Regions from separate parts of the Pan troglodytes genome. Here region 2 is linked to region 1. The links are chromatin contacts, called in public HiChIP or PLAC-seq maps. All regions are on one chromosome and are shown on one strand. The core of a region is the stretch at or near the end of the contact, and the rest is flanking DNA. Distances in the headings are between cores, read along the strand shown.

What was found. HiChIP or PLAC-seq counts read pairs in DNA pulled down with a chosen protein or histone mark.
Region 2: an H3K4me3 HiChIP or PLAC-seq map of stem cell-derived excitatory neurons shows a contact between it and region 1, with 4 times the contacts expected there. The contact joins the promoter of RAB3GAP2 here to the promoter of MARK1 in region 1. A contact is called at or near these places in 1 of 7 Hi-C or Micro-C datasets (stem cell-derived neural progenitor cells) and 1 of 1 datasets of contacts at active chromatin or transcription factors (stem cell-derived excitatory neurons).

Annotation. Positions count from the first base shown.
Region 1 is chr1:28,588,379-28,595,520 of NHGRI_mPanTro3-v2.0_pri, forward strand. It overlaps MARK1 (microtubule affinity regulating kinase 1), which reads right to left and starts at 4,024. Exons shown (of 17, transcript XM_016939088.4): 1 at 3,264-4,024. The coding sequence starts at 3,314.
Region 2 is chr1:28,860,074-28,867,215 of NHGRI_mPanTro3-v2.0_pri, forward strand. It overlaps RAB3GAP2 (RAB3 GTPase activating non-catalytic protein subunit 2), which reads left to right and starts at 4,469. Exons shown (of 34, transcript XM_063791761.1): 1 at 4,469-4,773. The coding sequence starts at 4,659.

The sequences.
Region 1 (7,142 bases), core at 2,774-5,273:
CATTCCAAGAAGTAGTCAAAAGAGTTTTCTTCATACTGATCAAAATTTCATCACAGAAAGCTAGGCTGAGCATTTTTGACCCATTAATAATTAGCATAATCGGAGTTTTTCCCAAATACTAAATTTTTTTTCTTGTTTCATTAAAAAACATGTAAGAGTAATGATAATATATTATCTATATCCATGGTGGAATTATCCAAATAAAATCTACCAAAAGAAAAAAAGAGAAATCTTTTTTACTCTTTTTCTGGACTTACTGTTTATAATCTAAAATCAAACACATTTTGCATAGATTCTATTATCTGCAACACATTTTTTTTACTTTACTACAAAGTGTTTATTGCCTTAAAAGTTAATCATTGGTTGTCCTGTTGTATTTAGCCCGTTGAGGCCTATTAACAAGGCACACACAAATCTTTCATCAAAGAAAATACTCCTGAAAAAGTACACATAGACTGTTCTTAGAGAAAAGCAATTCTTTCTCATTCTACTATATATAGTAGTAGTATATAAGAGATCAGTGCTATAATATTCCTCTTTTGGGATTTTTATTTATCCTGAATATATATTAGTGACACTGAGAAGGGTAGATATTATATATTCCCAAGGACACAAAATCCAAATACGTTATATGGATGACCAAAGAAATGTTTATATTAACTGCAAACGACAACGAAATATCAAGATGGTGTTTTAAATTACTGTATTTGTTGATTTTAATTTCTAAGGAAAATAAAATGTTTTTAGTTAGTGTCCTTGATATACCAAAGGACTTAGAACCCTTTAATAGTCATATGAATATAAAAGTTTTGTAACTATTTTTAAAAATATGTCATGTAATTGAAAATGACTATAAACAAAAATACATTTTGGCTGCCATACTGGCATTAATATATTAGCTAACAAGCAGGTTTGTTACTTTATTTCATCGATGAGAAGTAAAAATGGATGATGCCATTTACTACCAACTAGAGAATAAAGAGAGTCACCAATGGTGATTTCGTAGCCATCAGTGGTGGCCTCTTTGATAAACACCTATAATACCTATAAACCAATTTAGCCCTATTTACACAATGTCTTCTACCATACATTACTTGTTTGGGATTATTATCTCTTCTGTAAGCTCCTTGCAGGGAGAGACCTTATCTTAAACACTACTTCTATATCCCCTTCCCAACCCTTTACCTAAAAAATGAACATGCTGAGTGCATACTTATTAATTGACAGGTGTCGTATAATAGGTATTTTCCACAGCAATTAGGAGAAAATAAGGTGTGGGTAAAGTAAGCTAAATGGAGATATCATTATGTACAACACAATAAGGCCCAAGACCATAAAAGTGACTTTGAAATAACATGTTCAGAAACAGCAAATCAGTTTATACAGCATAATCATTTTCAGAAGGTACTCACAACAAAATTTATCATACTATTATTGCTTAGCTTTAAAATCCTTTTTTGTGTGTTCTTACATGAGACGCTGCATTTTGTGCTATTCCTTAATGCATATTTCTATAATTATATCTCATGTCTTTATGAAGTACCTTATTCATACAAGTATGAGAAAAGCTATACTATTCAAAATCTAAAAGAAAATAAAAACAATGTATTTTCCCACTCCTCCTGGGTTAACACATACAGTAATTTGCTAATAAAAACAAAGGTTATCATCTGTCATACTTTTCATTCACACTCTTGAATGACAGGCATTTTTTTAATGTTCCTGTTAGAAAAATTCTGTGCCAACTCGGCTTTAAAACCAACTTAAACCAAAATATCCATCTTTTTCTCTGAACTTGTTCGATCTCTCAATCAAAATTATGTATCAATTATATTTTCTAAAATAGTTATGATGCAAATGAAGTTCTAATTTATGATAGCAGCAGCCTTACACTATCTTTCCCATTTTAAATGCACGGCGCTAGGGAAGACAAAAGCATACTCTGAAACATCTTCACAGGTCCTCTAACAATGGTCTCTTAGTAGAATTTCTTCTCTCTTTGTATAGTTATATTAAATTTCTGTGCTTCCCTCCTAAGATGAAATCATCTGTTTATACCCCCCCAACAACTCAGAAGTGAGCTTGTATCCTTTCTCTCATGCCTTTTGTCTAAGAACACCAAAGCGCTTCGTTATTTTATTTTACCAACCCCATGAAGTCAGTGGTATATCAAAAGCTGGACGGCTGATGAGATAACTAGACAGAGAGCTCTGGACAGCTGACCAAAACTTAGTACCCCTCTAGGTCCTTAAAATCAGTCGGAAAATCAGCCAAGCCCTATTTACAGGTCTTGAGTGTTTTAAACAAAAACAAAAACAAGAAAACCTTCCCACAAAGGAACTTGCACACACACACACAACTGTACTTTTCAGAAGGTGGAAATACAAGGGATCTTGTTCTTTTCGTTTTTCAAGAGTTTAAAAGCCCGGCACATCTGCATCTTGATAACAGCTCCAGAGGGCAATCTGATCAAAGACACTGAAAATCCCTCCCTTAAAGATGTGCACCTTGTGACACTCCAAGGAGGAGAGATATTTAAAGTAAAACCTGCCCTGCATCATTATCACTGACTTAAGGAAGAGATTAAAAAGCCCTTGGCTTCATGTGGCTTTTCAACATTTTGCTGTAACCCCAGGGCCATAGATGCTGTTCGTGAAATTCTTCTACTCATCCCTACTAAGAGTGTCACAGCAGTATAAACTCATACACAAACACGCACACATCTCCACTTCCATTCCCATCCTTCTCCCTTTGGTGCCCATGACCCAAAATGTGGACACAATGTTACAAAAAGCAAAGTCATGGGGCAATGCGGGGGGAGGAGGGGAGAGTGCAAAGGATTGAAAGATCCAGAAAAGCAAGAGTGTGAGAGGTAGCCGGCTCGTCTGCTATTGTAAAGCAAGCATTCATTCGGGTGGGGGCACAGAATGCAGAGGTAGAAATAAAGCAATCCTGACTGCCCACTCTGCCATCCCATTCTGCTTCTCTGCCCTCCATCACCCCATCCGCTCCTGGAGGACCACCTCCGAGCGAGAGGGCGCCACTTACGGTTCCCCACCCTCACCCTTGAGGGGAAACAAGCGAAATGGGGTTGGAATGAAGAATAGGGCTGAGCAGTGGGTGAGGGTCATGCCGGGCTCCAGGTGGAGACCCTGCCGCGGGTGGCCGCGCCGAGGCACGGGGGACGGCCCAAGCGCGGGTGAAGTGGGGATCAGAGGAGGGTCTCGCCCCCACTGCTCCCGAGGGAGGCTCCGGTTACTCACATTTTCCGTGTCCCGCTCGTTCACCGTCGGCAATGGCGTCCGGGCCGACATTTTGTGCGGGCAGCGGGGTCTGGCCGGGGTCTCGCCGGCCGGGCTGTGGTGCGGGCCCCGGGGGGCGACAGGAAAGGGGTGCGGACGCGAGCACAAGGCCGGGGCGAGCGGCTCCCGCAGGCCGCGGGGCGGTGCAACAAGCGGCCCCGGCGGGGGAAAGAGGGAAGAGGACGCGGAGGAAGAGGAGGGGGAGCCGCTTCCCGCGGCGGCGCCGCCGGGGTATGCGGACAGTAACGAGGGAGGGCTTCGGGCGAGGCGGTTGCCCGGCGCTGGCGGGGCGGCGAGGCTGGCAGGATGCGGCGCCGAGGGGTGGGAGGCGTGGAAGGGGAGCCGGGAGGCGGCGGCGAGCCCCGCTAGGCTCTCCGGACCATGGGTGAAGGTGAACCCGGTGCCTCAAATCACTGCCTGGCGCGTCCTGGCGAGCGCCTGGGCGTCAGGAACCGCGGCCCTGACAGCGTCGCCCGCGCCGCGCCCCGTTCTCCGCCTCAGGTGTGCGGCGCCGCCCGACCCAGCCGCATCCACGCGCCCGGGGCCCAGCGGCGGCGGCGCCCGATCCCCCGGCGCGAATGTCTCGGCTCGGTCCGCGCGGTCACAGCCACCGCCGCCGCCGCGCCTCAGTCAGGAGGAGCGGCCCGAGCCGGCTGCGCGCGGAGCAGCGGGCGCGGCACGCAGCGCCCAGAGGCACTTGGCGGCCGCCGCCGGGTGGGCGGGCGCCAGCCGAGGGGGCCTCTCCATTCATTCCCTCATTAGGGATGCGGGGCCGCCTCCTCCTCCTCCTCCTCCTTTTTCTCCTCCTCCTCCTCCCGCGCTCTCTTGCCCGCCTGTCCCTGTGTTTATTTTTGTTTCGTGCCCCACCCGCAGAGTTTACGGTCGTCTAAGAGCCTCTGGTGGTTTTATTTTTATTCGTGTTTGGTTTTTGCCGGGTTGAGGGTGAGAGAGAGCTGATGTGAATCAGTGGCTTTTTTTTTTCTTTTTCTTTCTTTCTGTTTTTGTTTGTTTGTTTGTTTGTCCGTTTCATTGGAGAAGAATTGGATTCAATCCTACCCTGGATCCTACCCCTCCTTTTCTCCTACCTCGGGACTTTTACCATTCTTAAATTCTACTCCTCCTCCCCCGTTTCCACGCTTTCTCAATCCCTGTCGTCGCCTGAGCCCTCTGTCAGTCTCCTTCTCTAGGGAGCCGTTAGGTTCAGGGTCACCCTCAGAGTTTGGCAAAAAGCACAGAAGCCCCTAGAAGCGCCAGCAGCCTAGGGGGGCGGCTGGAGACTCAGTACAAGTGGGTCTCAGCCCCCGACGGCGCGGCCTCTTCGGGAATGGGGCCGGCGGAAGACGTCTCGCTCTGGGCGCCCTGCAGCACCCTCGGAGTGGGTGAGACCCGCGAGTCACAACATCTACACTGGCTGATCGTCACTTCCTGGGACACAAGGAAGTGTCACTTAGGCGAGCCTGTTTAGGGAGGATGGAGAGCTGTGTCTGATTTGGGCCCTGTCCTCCCTCTTCCAGGTGGCTTCCTCACACTTCCACCCACCTGCCTCAAGACATCCTGTAGGCACCCGCGTCTGTAGTGCATTGTCCAGGACCCATTCGCCTTTTATAAGCAAGGCTGCATTTTTTTTAATCTCATTTGAGAGCTTACATTTTGCACATTCAGCCTGTAGAACGAAAACCTTATCGTCTCTCTATTCTTCTTTGCAACATTTCTTTTTCACTTCCTTTCATGGATGGGCAGGAAGACAAAAGGAATGAAAGATAGGAGCGGATACATTGATTTTCTGAGCTGCTTCAGTATGCCTCCAATGGAATTCTTATAATGGTGGGAAATTTCTCGTCTCTTCTGAATTTCCTCCATTTGAAAGAAGAATCCCTGAACCAGATGGTTTTTATCCTGACTCATTAAAGATTGTTTCTGAAAAGTTAACACTTGACCCTTGAAGCATGGGTCCAAAAGACCTGAAAATAGCAAACACAAAAATCCTTTGAGGAAAGAAGCAATTCTCACTCAGTCTATATTCACTTCTAGAACACCATCTATGTACTTATTTCTTTAGCATTTTCTCTTGTAACCACTTACCAATTTCACAAAGCAAATGAAAAAAAAAAAAAAACAAGATCCCTTTGGTGGTCATCACCACTTCTCAAACAGAATTTAGGCAGCGGAACTGCAATGCTGCCTCCTGAACTATGATGTGTTACTGAGAATGTCAAGCATTTACATGCCCTCTGCAGAAAATCCTGAATCACCAAGATGTATTGAAGTTGCAAGGACATAATCCTGTATTTTTCTGGTTATTTTCTGGTTAACTATTGCGACGGCTGCCTGTAGGGGCTGCCACCACAGTGTCAGCGGCATCACTGACTGCTGCAGCCACACAAGGGTACCTAGTGTTGCAATAGTACCTGAGTTAACCTAGCAATAAACAAGTAGCTGTGAAAAGGCGTTCAGCCCCATTGGAATATGAATCATTCCTTCAGCTGGTAGTTTGTATTTTGCTCTTTAAAGTATACTCACATATTTTTCTATCTTTATAATCGTGGTGACCCTGACAGGCGTATTTATTTCCATTTTACAAAATTCCACTAAGTTAACTTGTTCAAGATCACAGATGCACCAGGTTAATAAGATACAGAAGAAGATAACTGAAATATGTGGTGCTGTTCAATCTTGCACCAGTCACAAAAACCATAGGTTCACCCCATAAGATATAATGGCTAATTCGAGACAGAGCTTAAAGGAGAGCCCCAGATTCTGGCACAGTGGCTTCCACAGATTTTAAAGTGTATGTTAAAAGCCATGGACAAATCCCTTAGCTGTATTTGCTACACAATGCTCACTATTTCACATATTGAAATTTACGGAATATCACATAATAATAGGAAGGGATATTTATTGTTTAAGTCAATCCCCAAAGAACACTTCTAACAGTGAAACTACATTCAAAGAGAGTCATTACTAGGTAGCTCGAATCCATAATTCTAGCTAACCAAATGGTTTTTTTGGAAGAACAACTCTATTCAAAAGAAAATGCCATTCAAATAATCCTTATTAATACCTAACAATTTTAAGCTTGGTATGTACTGAAAACTAAGTGAAAATGCACTTTGCCCAGGTTAAAAAAAAAAAGTCACTATGTTTTTCAAAAGGAAATACTGTCTGTCCCTATATGAGCTCTTCTCCCCTTAAAATGGCATTAGTAGATCCTTAAACATGGAAGAGGAAAAAAAAAATGACATGAGGCATTATTGTGATGGAGTCAATACTGTTTAACCCTAGTCCTTAGAAATGAAAATGCTCATGAGCAAAATTTTTTTGTGTTACTATATATAGCTTCTGTGTCTGTGACTATGGAGAAATGACAAAGGGAATATTTTAAGGCTTTGAGTAATTTTCTTTTGGGTTATTAACCAAATGTGGCATGTTCAATTCACAGGTTCCTAACTTAATGTGTTAGGGTAATGAAAGTTTCGGAAGAAAATTGAAGTACTGACAAAACAAAAGGGAAATAAAGATCTAAAAGGTGCTAAACCTACAGTGAAAAGTGGGAAAAGAGCATTGCCTACCATCAGCCCTATGGAGTAGAATTTTTTAGAACTACCGGGTCCAGTACCAGTTACATGTGACTACTGAGCTCTTGACATGTTGCTTGAATTTTTAATTTGACTCAATTTCAAATAATTTACACTTAAAAACCGATTTGATTCAGTGACTGAAAAACTGTGTTATGTTTGAAAGTATGTTAAGTATATGAATCTACTTTTTCAACTGTAAATTTTCTGAAATCTATATACCGATCAAGTATTTCTGATGGAAATGTATTACCTGAATTGGGAT
Region 2 (7,142 bases), core at 3,219-5,718, 270 kb after region 1:
AAAAATAACTTAAAAAAAAAAAACCTAGCTCTTCCACGGGCAGTTCAAATTTAACAAATCCAACACTGAATTTATCCATTTATCTTTTTTTTCTTTTTTTTTTTGGAGACAGAGTCTCACTTGCTCTGTCACCCAGACTGGAGAGCTGTGGCACAAACATAGCTCTCTGTAACCTTAAACCTGGGCTCAAGCAAGCTTCCTGACTCAGCCTCTCAAGTAGCTAGGATTATGGGCATGCACCACCAGGCCCAGACAATTTAATTTTAATTTTAATTTTGTGTGGAAATGGGGTCTCTCTATGTTGCCCAGACTGATCTCGAAATCTTGGCCTCATGCATTCCTCCCACCTCTTCCTTCCAAAGCACAGGGATTACAGGCATGAACCACTGTGCCCAGCCTCATCCTATTCTTGTTTGCCCCGAAGCCATTCCTCCTTTTACATTCTCTATCTTGGTTGCTGACATAACATTGCCACCTTTCCAATTCTTTGGACTGAACACTTGAACATCACCTTGGGTCATATTTTCCCTTCCCACACCTATATATCTAACTGTATACCAAAATTCTATTGATTCAGCCACCAGAGAGGCACTGCCTTTCCAATGTTATTACTTCTCGTTTAGAATATTGCTGTGACATCTAGAGGGGTCTATCTGCCTTCAGTCATCCCACATACTTCTACATCTTCTTCAAAATATCTTCAATTGGTTATACCTTGCACACAGAAAAAGACCAGACCATACTATGGTAACTGCCCAAGGGGTTCACCTTGCCCGCTACCTAGACAGAGCCAATTCATCAAGTCAGGGGAATTGCCAGAGAAAGAGTAATTCACGCAGAGCTGGTTGTGAGGGAGACCGGAGTTTTATTATTACTTAAATCAGTCTCCCTGAGCATTCGGGGAGCAGAATTTTTAAGGATAACTTGGTGGGTGGGGGAAAGCCAATGAGCCAGGAGTGCTGATTGGTCAGGGATGAAATCATAGGGAGTCGAAGCTGCCTTCTTGTGCTGGGTCAGTTCCTGGGTGGGGGCTACAAGGTCAGATGAGCCAGTTTATTGATTTGGGTGGTGCCAGCTGATACATCAAGTGCAGGGTCTACAAAATAGTTCAAGCATTGATCTTAGGAGCAGTTTAGGGAGGGTCACACTCTCCAGCTGCATGACTCCTAAACCATAATTTTTAATCTTGTGGCTAATGTTAGTCCTACAAAGGCAATCTAGTCCCCGGGCAAGAAGGAGGTCTGCTTTGGGAAAAGGCTGTTACCGTCTTTGTTTAAACTGTAAACTAAGTTTCTCTCAAAGTTAGTTCAACTTATGCCCAAGAATGAACAAGGACAGCTTGGAGGTTAGAAGCAAGATGGAGTCGGTTAAGTAACATCTCTTTCACTGTCTCAGTCATAATTTTGCAAAGGCGGTTTCACTATTTGGATTTTGAGGTTCTCTATAATCAAGAACCAATTTGTTTAATGCCTTTCCTACCTCTTCCACACTACTTCTTTTCCAAGGGACACCCCTAGGGACCTAAATTAATCTCTCCCTTATTTCTCCCACTGCCCTTTATCCAAAAGCCATCCATGGTACTCATCACACTCTGCTCTTAGAGCATTTGTGTTTGTCTGCTTTTAAGTAGTGAATCTCTGGATCACTTGTCCTTATTGCCTTACTGTGCTTACTACAGTATCTTTAATGTAAAAAGCACTCCATAAATGTTTGTTGAATAATAATTGTAAATAGCCCTTGCTTCTGCTCACTCAATCTTCAATTCAAGGATGACCCTTAGCACAGCTATGAGGTAAGCCTTCAAGGACTCTCCACGCCCTTGCTATGCTCCCCTTACTTTCCCTTAGAGATGTCCAGTACCCTCACATTTTCTCCTGCTGACCCAAGCTTCTTACTAGGGTGCTTACACAGACCACTCCTTCTAAGCAATTCCAACTCCCAGAACTTGCCATTCCCAGTCTCTTACCAAAACCTACATATCCCTGGGATGAACTTTAGAGCCCAGCCTCTTCATTTTATAAACCAATAAACTAAGTCCCAAAAAAGTGACATGAATTCCCCAAAGTCATGATTCCAAGTCCATTGCTCTTTCTCTCACATCTGCGTTTAGTGCCCATCCTGCAACTCAACCCCTTCGCTTCAAGCTGCTGCTAAGGATTGGCAAGGGGCTGCTGCTTATCTTCCTCAGTAACACATCTCTCTCTTAACAACAGTCATCTGTGCTCTGACTCACACTAATGGATACTGGAGGAAGTTCACATTGGTACCTGGACTCATCCTGTTGTTATTTTGGTCACAGTGCTTTTCCTACCTCCTGAACCCAGACCTCGGAGAGACACTGTCAATGCTGGGATATGTAAGGCCTGCACATTTTTGCAATGTGCTTTCTTATGACTGTGGAATAAGTGATATTCACTGTCTGATGCAATCCTCCCACATGCTGCAGAAACCATGGTAGCAGAACTCCAGAGGCATCCCCCCCAGTAGCATTACAACTTCCTGGGGGAAGAGTTCAGTTCATGAATGTGTTGTAATTTCTGTGAAGGGTATCTAAAGTCCTTAAAAACATCCATGAATGATCCTTTTCAACAGTACTTGGAAGGAAGTCAGGGACTTCACCATTAAAACTGAGCCAACACAGTAATGAAATTCAATGACCACCACAGGAGACATATGAATGCCTCAGGGAAGAACAAAGGCCAGCAAAATCAGCCAACAGCAGTTACTTCCACAAAATGCATTTACCTGAATAGGAACTTGAATGGTTTTCAAGGAATGACAGTCTCCTTCCAGAAAGTGTCATGTGTTTGTTATTCGTCCAGTAACACTAAGAATCTAAATTTAAATTTTAGTTTAGTTTGGGATTGGTGCTGGATTTTAGGGAATAATCTTATCAGGGCTGGATTATTCTAGTTAGTGATGATCTGAGGAAACACTGCATTTCTTCAGATGGAAGAAGGGAGCACTGGCAGCTTGCCTTTTCTGAAAGCTTTGATTACAGAAGTATAGGTCCCTGATGCTTAAAGGGACCTTACAGCACATCTGATTCAACTGCCTTTTATAGGTGAAGAACTGATTCCTGTTAACCTGATAACATAGAAATTGCCTATCCTATTTTGTGAAAATCATCCTACTCTAGAAGCAGGAAATAATGGAGTAGGAACCTGGGCACTAAATTATAGTTGTTATATTATTAGGACTAAGTGTGTATGTCCACGGGCCTGACAGAAATGAATGCTCTGGACCCCATCCACTTGCCTTCCATTTGTTCCTGTGCCCTTTCTTCGTACAAAGTGGATGGCCTCTTTAGGTTTCCTTTAGGAAATGTGTAAGTGCCTACAGGCCTTTGTGCTCACATTAAAATAATTTTTTTGTTTTTATTTTTTGGAAAAATAACTTAAAGTCTGCTCAGAGACAGCTCAATTTCTTTATTTTAAAAGTGGGATAAGACACACTATTTTTAGATGGCATTTGTGACTATCCAAATGAACAATGTAAAGTACTTTCAAAAACAGTGCTTTGTCAAAGAAACAAGTTATTCTATTTACTTTATGTACGCATTCCATTTATTTCTTCAGCAAATATTTATGAAGCACTTACTAGCATGATCACAATTTCAGTTAAATAGTTAAGTACAGTAGCCGCCCCTTTATCCATGGGTTCATTTTCCACATAATTATTCAATTTAATTATTAGTTATTGTTAATCTTTCACTGTGCCTAATTTATAAATTGAACTTTATCATATATATGTATAGGTAAAAACATAATACACATACATAGGTTTCAGTACTATCCATGGTTTGTGTCATCCACTGGGGATCTTAAAACATATCCCCTTGGATTAAAGGGAAATACTGTAATTAATTGCTTACTGCCTGTATCAGTCACTAGAATTCTAGCTTTCTGGGAAAAGGTACTTCTTCTCTTTTGTTCTCTAATGCTCAGCACCCTGAGTGGCTGGCATTTAAAAGACTAACAAATATTTGTTGAATGGATGGATGAATGCATGAATGAAAAACCAAATGAATAATGAAAACAAAAGTGTATAATACACTATAACACGTACTATATTGGGCTTGCGTAGTACTATGGGAATCTATAGTAGGAGCATTTAAAGCCAGCCTTGACGGGGCTAATCTCCGGAAGAGCAATTAATCTTTTCAAAATCCGACTCTTGCAGGATACGGTCCCCCACTGGCCTGCCACTAGTTTAAAACGAATTATTTTCTGTGAAACATCAGGATCGTGCCAATAGTAGGGCATCAATAAGACTGAATAAGTCAAAGGGCTGCGCGGACAAGTCCAATTAGAACACCTCTGGCTAAAAGCCAGAATGAATGAAAGGGTTCATGCCTCGGCGTAGACACAGAACTGGGACTGAAATATCTGCCCCAAGCCTCCACGTCGACTTTGGCTCCACCTGCAGCGGCGGCGCCGTAGTCACGTGACCCGGGCCCCCGCGCCCTAGGCGCCTGGGCCAGCCTGCGCCTGCGCAGTACTCGGAGACCGCGGACCCGTGTCAGTGACAGCTTCCGGTTTGGTTTCTCCGCCTTCTGCTTGGCTAGAGCTATTGGGGCTCGGTGGCGGCCGCAGTGGGGTGGAGGGGGCAGGGCGTGGTGAGGTAAGGTGAGTGCCGTAGTGGGGTTCCCTGGAGCCATGGCCTGCTCCATTGTCCAGTTCTGCTACTTCCAGGATCTCCAGGCCGCCCGGGACTTCCTCTTTCCTCACCTGCGGGAGGAGATCCTCAGCGGCGCCTTGCGGAGGGACCCCAGTAAGTGCCTCTCTGGCCTCGCCCTTCCTTCCCTCGTCACCCGCGGCCTCTGCTCGGCGGGTTCGGGTCTCCTACTCGCTCTGCGCCTGCCTCTGCCCTCTGGACCCCCAGTTCTCCCCGTGCCTCCCCTCCGCTCCGGGATGACACCCTGCCCACCTCGTCCTGAAGCCCCATTTGTGTTGTCTTCCTCTCGACCCAGCTTTTCTCCTTAGGCCCTCTGACCCCTGGCCAAAAACTGCGTCTTGTTTCCTCTCGCCTCTGCCTATCACCGCTTTCTCCCTCCCTCCCCCTACCCCCACACATTCCTAGCTTTCTCTCTGAGTATCTTCTCCGTCTCCCATCTTCAGCCTGGGGTCGTTCCCTGTTTCATGTTGCCTACTCCGTGATCGCATCCTCCCCGTTCCTTGCCACATGTCAGCGCTCCACTCTGGTATTGCCCCAGCTCCCACTCTCTTCCATCCCGGAGACTGTGGCCTTCTGCCACCTCCCATTCCGAAAATGTTGATCATCCCCCCACACTCTCCCTTCTTTCATCTGCGTTTCCCCCATTCAGATTTTGAGAACAAATGGCTGACAAATGAGTGACTCTTGAGGTAAGACTCTCTCAAAGAAGGAAAATAACCTGTCAGGAAGTGAACGAGCATCTACATTAGGAACTAAAATTACAGTGACATAGCCAAGAAAGGTTAATTTGCTTTATTGGGATGAGAAGCCTTCCACCTATTTTTATCATCAAAGTGTTTAATAAGCCTTTCCCCAAGTAGTATAAAGTTGCAAGGCTGGTTTATTAGATACTACATAGGCTTTCAGAATTTCATACATTTCATCTTTTGAAAGGGTGTGCCTTGTGTTTTATTTTATTTTATTTTATTTTTGCATTTCCAACATGAAGCACATTTGGCTTTGTAGTACAGCGCTCTCACTTTGTGCTATACCGGAATGGTGATATAAAGCCCACTAAGCTCCTCTCCCTTTTTTAGAAAATTTAGAAGATATCAAATCGAACCCGTCTGTGAATGATTGCATACCTTGTGCCAGTCATTGGTGCTACAAACCAAATAAGGTTGGTGGACCCTGCTGTAGGAACTTCTGGTTTACAGACAAATCATTAACTTCCATTCAGTGTGACTGAGATACATGAGGCATTTTCTTGAAGTGGTGATACTTAAGCCTACCTTTGAAGTACTAGTTAGAGGAGTAAAGGAGCAGTAATAGCATGTGCAGAGGAAGGGAGGCCTGAAATGGCATGGTATTTAGAGAACTAAGAAAAGCTGAATGGCTGGAGAGGAGGATGGGAGAGGAAGAGTTGGGGCAATGAGGCAGTAGTAGTAATAAGGAGCTAGACCATGAGAAGCCTTGTGAAAGTTGTGGCGTTTCTCTGAAAGTTTAAGTAGAGAAATGACATTGTCAGATTTGTACTTAATGTAATCAACAACATTTGTTGAAGACCTGTAATGTGCTCTGGTAGCAGAGTGGAGGAGAGATTGGAAGAAGGGAAATGGATTGGGAAGCTCTTCCAGTAATCCAAGCAAGAAATTATGTGAGCTTGAATTAAGAACCTTAGTAGGATGAAGATGAAGGACTAGATTAGAAAGACGTTAAGGAGTTAGAATCTGCAGGACCTTGTGAAGGTCTGGTGATGGGCATTGTAACTAGTAAGTGAGGGGGAGTTTAGGAAGTCTTTGGCTTGTGATTTGGGCAACTATATGTAATAAGAGAATGAAGGATACAGATTTTCAACCTTTTGCATTTTAAATGTTTACGGTATGTCCAAGTAAGGACATCTGGTTGAACACCAGATATAGATAGTCTAAACAGTAGGGAGTACTGGGCCAGAGATGTTAATTGGGGAGCTAACAGCAAAAAGTGTCAGTTCAGTCTCAAGGATTATGTATGTTGTGAAATGCACTGAGTACTAAAGCTGTAAGCTTAGAGGAGCACTGGTGTTTAAAAGTCAAGTAGAGGTTACTGGGAAGAAGACTGAGAAGGAGTAAAAGAAAGAGGAAAATCATGTGAGAGTAAGGCCCTCGGAGCTGAGGAAGGCGAGAACTTGATGAAGGTGAGGAATGGTCAGCAGTTTTGCAAATGCAGCAGGGGTCAGGTAAGAAAAGGATAGAAAAATGCTTATTGGTTTTGGGAAGGTGGAGGTAACTTGGACCTTAGGACGGTTTCAGTAGGATAGTGGAGGCAGAAAGCATAGTTATAGGATAAGGGGTTAAAAAGTGAAATATACTATTTCAAGGATCTTGGCTGTGAAGGATAGCAGATGCAGGATTGTAGATAGGGAATGTAGAAAAAAGGAACAGATTTTCTTTATCCCTCTACCACTCTCCTGGTCCAGGCCACCATCTTTTCTCAACCTGGGCTAT